2 separate regions of the Mus musculus genome follow, and region 2 is linked to region 1. The links are chromatin contacts, called in public HiChIP or PLAC-seq maps. All regions are on one chromosome and are shown on one strand. The core of a region is the stretch at or near the end of the contact, and the rest is flanking DNA. Distances in the headings are between cores, read along the strand shown.

Region 1 (2,700 bases), core at 72-2,571:
AGACCTTTCCCTGCAGCTGTTGTTTAGTTTTTCTTGATGACCAGGCAGGTTTTGATTTCCAGGGTAGTCTGTTATTAAGTCGGGGAGGGTAGGTTTCTACTGGGATCCCCAGCCTGGAGAAGCAGGGGATCCCCCCAGCCTCTGAAAGGGTGTGAAACTTTTCAACTCTCCTCTCCTCTCCTCCCCTCCCCTCCCCTCCCCTCTCTCCCTCTCTCCTCCCCCCTCTCTCCCTCTCTCCTCCCCCTTCTCTTTTCTGGTCCCCTTGTCTCCTTTCATCTCCCCTGCCCTTCCCCTTCCTCTTTCCCTCCCTCTGCCTTTCTTACTTCTCAGTCCTCTATCTTGGTTACCTTTGGTAGGTCTCTTACTCTCAAGGAAAAAAAATGCTCTGCAGGTATCTGTAGGCTCTCCTACCCTCAGATCCAGCGAATGTTACCACAGAATGAGCTGGTTTATATTTTGTACTTAGGGACTTTCAAAAGTATTATCATTGAGGTTGCTGATCCCATTGATAACTCTCATCAGCCATGGCCAAGTGGTGATCATGACTTTTGTTGATGGTTATCGGTGTTTACTGGTTGGACTCTTGGGTTGTCAGGCAACATCTTTTTAATTTGATAGAAATCAAAGGAAAGTAATCTCTCTCTCTCTCTCTCTCTCTCTCTCTCTCTCTCTCTCTCTCTCTCTCTCTCTCTCTCTCTCTCTCTCTCTCTCTTCCCCTCTCCCTCTCCCTCTCCCCTCCTCCTCTCCCTCCCTCCCCACCCCACTCTGGTTATTCTGCAGCTTTGTGATATTTGAAAAATCTCAGAATAACAGTATCTTCTTAATGGAGGTTAAGACTCTTATTAAATATTACTCAGTGGTTTTCAAAGTTCTGGGTGCTATAAACCATTGGGGGACCTTGGTCAAAGTGCAGACTTCTAAGACCTAGAGGCAGATTTTAGCATTCAGTAGCTCTGGATGACCCTCGTCTTTGCATTTCCACATATTCTCAGGTTGTTAATACAGGGACGGGTCGGTGGCTGGACCCAGATCGTGGCGAAGCGAGCTGCCCTGTTAGCTCTCCACCTGCCCCACACAGTGTTTCCATGCAGGCTGCCGTTCTTTAAGCTGGGAGTGTTGTTTTCTTTCGCTCAACCCGGGAAGGAGCCTTTCCCCAGCTCAGTGTTTCACCTGCATTGCTATTTTCAGAGCTTTTGGTTTCAGTATGAGAATCGAAGGTTGAACTGAAATCAAATACATTTGTCTGGGAGTGGGATGGTCTGTCAGGCATTGATCTCCTTGAGCTGGCGCTCTCTGGGAACGCCTCCCCAGTGAGAATCCCAGTCAGGATTCTAAAGGTTACATGGAATAGGCCTGATTTCTGAGCTTCTCTGGGGAGATCACTTAATTCATAAAGCACAAAGTGGAGAAAGCCGCCACATACCCACAACTCCCCCTCGTTAAGTAACCAGAGCACGGTTCCTGTTATAGAAGAAAATAACGTGTTGATTAGCGTGTAAGCCAGAAAATACCCCCGAGCGGTGAATCTTTAAAGATGAAATAGTTGCACTTTGGAAGACGGGGAAAAATGGCAAAATGAAATCCGGGTAGAGTCGGCTTTGCGAAGGCTGGGTTTCTGCGTGCGCGCTCACGGCATTCAGCCACGAGGGGGCAGCATTGCACTTTGGTTGAAAAAACGGTCTGGCAGGAAGGGAGCCCTTTAAAGGAACATAACATCTACGTGAGCAAAGCTAAAAACCAGAACATTAGCAAGCACCAGAAAACCAACAACGCAGAGCCCAACTGTCTTTGTTATAATGTGCCGTCTTCGCTTCTCCCGTGGACGGGATTTAATATTGTAGTATTAAGACTTTCTGGGCCATATCACGTCAGTTCATAAATACATGCTTAGGGGTGGTGGTGGGTATGCAGTGAGATTATTATGATTATATGTATATATATTATACCTTCCACTTTTGTTTGCCTTGCCTTTCTCAGCTTACCGTTCTTGCGTTGTTGTCAAATACCAGGTCTCCCACATTGCTTCCTCCAAGGCAGAGCCCAGACCTTCTGTGGGCTGCCCCTCGGTGTGGCCCGTGATTTTGTGGAGTTCCATGGAGTTTGGCTAGAAAGTTACTTACTCCTTTCCTTTTTGTACAAAACTAGGTTCTTAATTTCCATGGTTCTGGCCCTTCTCTAGGGATTGTAGCCATGGAGACACTTTCAGAGGAGTCAAACCATCGCTCTGTGGGGAGTAGTTGCATCTTTGAAATGGACCCCTAAGTCACACTGAGACCAAATCCAGCCTTTGAGCTGAGAAACTCAAGCTCCACCAGCTCAGGGGCGGCTTCCCTATGCTCCCGGACAGTGAGTGAGTGCCTGGTGTTGAAGGTGCATAGTAAATATTTGTCCAGTGAACGAGCCCCATTTCAACCCTCACGCCGTGACCGATCACCATGCCCTTCACCCACTTGGGATTTGCTTTTGGCTAATGACTAACGTGAGACCACACGAGGCTGGAGGTGTTCACTTGCCTTTCTTTCTAGTCTCCAACACTGTTTTCTTTCTGAGTTTGCAGGGTCATGGTGACATGAGGCAGAGTTTCTTGCGGGGGTGGGGGTGGGGGGAGTCATTTTTGTTTCTCTGATGTTTGCATACAATTACAGTGTTAATTCTGCCTTTGTGTTGGGAGTTCACAAAGACCAGATTAAAGTTTCCCCT
Region 2 (2,700 bases), core at 117-2,616, 210 kb after region 1:
GAACTCATGAGGAATCCTTGCTTTCAGTTAGCTGTGCCTTTCCATACACTCGCTCCTCAACGCGCTCTGTCTCGTGCTACTGAGAATCAAACCCAGATCTTTTGCATGCTAGGCAAGTGCTCCACCCCTTAGTTACATACCCAGGCCATCCCATTTTAAAACACTCCTTGTCCTTCAATTTATGATGTTGCTTACTTTCTCCGTTGTGTTTAGGGCTCAGTTGGACTGAGAACTTACAGAGTTTAAAAATGCATGAGTTGTTCATTGGCTATGGTATAATCAATAATGTTGCCAGCAACCTTCAATAGACAATGACATTTACTTTGCTGTGTGAATGTGTGTGAGAGAGGCAAAGGTGCAAGTTTTTTTTTTTTAAGAGAAATTATATTTCTTCCTGATTTTGCTTCCAAATCTTCTATAGAGAATTGTTAAATCTGATGGCTTCAACTTAGGGCTTATTCAGTGGGTTCAGAGAGCACCAGTTGGCTTTTGAATTTTCACTAAAATCCCACGTCTCACAGTTTTCTTCCTGTCCAAGGGCTTTGTGGGCCATTGTTCTATCCGTGACCTGCACTAGTGTGGGACTTTGCTAGCACAAAGTGACAGAGCCGCACAGCAGAAGCTAGGCGGTGTCACCTGCTCTTCAGTCTCTACGGCGCTGCTTTCTCTGCAGCAATTCGTTTCACCAACAAGCAGCAAAGTAACAAAAAAGTATATGGAATAGACCTCTGCATCTTCATGCAGGCAGGGAAAGGTTACCTATACCACAGGAGAAAAGAACAATGCAGCCCACATCTTAAAAGCTCTGTGGCTTTCCGTTCGTTTGTCTTAAAGCCGTGGAGCAGCTGAAGGAAAGAAAAAAATGACGATAATGTTCCCAGCTTTGGACCTGGGAGTTTGCATGCTCCCGCAATAGATTTTGGCCTTGTGGATAATTTTCAGAATTGCATAGCACTGAATTGACTACTTGGAATTGCTGGAATCCGAGGAGGAAATATTATGTCAGGGAATCATAGAGTGTGAAGTTGAGCTCCGACTCTTTCCTCTCTCCCTCATTGTAAATCCCTTTATGGAACAAAATTACATTTCGTGTAAAACTCCAGGATTCTTAACTACCCTCCCTAGACAATCTGTCTCCTCCTTTCCCCCATGTTGCCTTTTATCTCTGTTTCTCCTCTTTTCTTCCCTTTTCCATTCAGGAGAACACATATCTGGCAGCTATTTTTCTGGGAGAGCATCTCATTGTCTATTTGGTTTTAACATTCAAATGCTCAACTTGAATTCCCTTCTCTTTAGGCATCTCTGTAAGAATAGTGCGTTGGCGTTTAAGATGTAATTTCCTTCCTCCCCACTCTGCTGCTTGTAGCCAGCAGCCTGGCGCATGGTTTTGCATTTCCCAGGCATTCAAGTGTTTATAGAATCTAACGATCCTGATCTCTCACTTCCTTTTTACAAAGCTGAAATGGATAACGGAACATGGCCCAGTTCCCAGTGACTCTGCATGAGAAGTGGCAGACAAACTGAAGCGGGGCTGTGGAAAGCAGCCATAGGTGTGTGATCTTAAAAGAGTTGTCCCATCCACCCAACCGCCACGTTAAATGGCACTAGGACTCTGCAACTTCATTTGCCAGGAGAAAAGAAAACTGAGAGGATATTTGAAATCTTTCCTCATCAAGCTCCTTTTGAAATTCTACCAGCTTTTAGTAAAGACAAAAAAAAAATTGTAATGCCAAATGAATTAAACAGCTGGGGCAAGATGTGAAGGGATGTTTCCTGTAGCAAGGTGATTGCTTATAAAGAAACAAAACTAAACAGGAGTAGAAATTATGGTTTAAAATTTTCCTTATTCATTAACCCAGCAACGAGAGATAATAGTTTCTTATCAAGGAAAACTGATTAAAATCATAAGAACTCCTAAGCGTTAGGCTTAGGTTTCTTTAGGCTACAAGTGTATAGCTATATTATCTCTGAGATTGTTAGGTAGAAAAAGGCTGATATCAATAGCCAGATGTGAAAAAGACCAGCAGGACTTGGAATAATTCAATGTCACACCCACAGGCCTGAAGATTGGGATGATGGCCCAAACAGATGCGTGAATCAGGCCACTGGAAGTCTGCTGTTGAGGACAGTCAGGAGATGGCAGTAACTCCATGCCAGCTTCAGTTCTAGGGATTTTGAATAGCTGGCATGTGACAATTTCTTCCAGTGACATGAAACAGTCAAGGCATGGAGAGGCCACACAGGAAATGAATGGCAGGGCCAGGGTTTGAAGTACATTTCTAACTCCTATAGTGCCCTTCTAGTAGGTAAATAGCTTCCAGGAGACATGATGCAGTGTGCAAAGACCGATCTTCTCAGAGACTCTGGAAGAGCCAATAAGTGAAGATATCGTTCGTTGACATATCAACTTGCAGTGACAATTTTGGAAGTTTGGTTTCTTTAAAAAGTATTGACATTTATAAGGATATATTTTTGTTTTAACTCCAGGTGTGGGATAGTGGGCTGCTTCAGATTGTCCACAGCAGCTGACTATGATTTGCCTAATGTGATTTGGCCATCAGCAAAGTTTCTGCTATTATGTGATGTTTGGAATTCTGGGGACTTTTCAGAGAGTATGGGCCTGGAGAGGGTAGGTGGTTTGTTGGATGGTTGGTGTTTGATTGCTGTTGGTTGCTATTAGTTGTCATTGGTCACTATTTG

The links. HiChIP or PLAC-seq counts read pairs in DNA pulled down with a chosen protein or histone mark.
Region 2: an H3K27ac HiChIP or PLAC-seq map of neural progenitor cells shows a contact between it and region 1, with 4 times the contacts expected there. The contact joins two enhancer-like sites. A contact is called at or near these places in 2 of 484 Hi-C or Micro-C datasets (double positive thymocytes and nephron progenitors) and 3 of 115 datasets of contacts at active chromatin or transcription factors (the SCID.adh cell line, bone marrow-derived macrophages and neural progenitor cells).

Annotation. Positions count from the first base shown.
Region 1 is chr3:50,905,107-50,907,806 of GRCm38.p6, reverse strand. No RefSeq gene overlaps it. Among named protein-coding and RNA genes, the nearest start is that of Gm37548, 18 kb to the right of the region's middle. Within about 2 kb of position 1,321, at least 109 of the 459 cell types and tissues checked have an H3K27ac peak or open chromatin away from gene starts, as enhancers often do. A contact at or near this core is called in double positive thymocytes and neural progenitor cells, where this site is marked.
Region 2 is chr3:50,693,442-50,696,141 of GRCm38.p6, reverse strand. No RefSeq gene overlaps it. Among named protein-coding and RNA genes, the nearest start is that of Gm40043, 17 kb to the left of the region's middle. Within about 2 kb of position 1,366, at least 36 of the 459 cell types and tissues checked have an H3K27ac peak or open chromatin away from gene starts, as enhancers often do. A contact at or near this core is called in double positive thymocytes and neural progenitor cells, where this site is marked.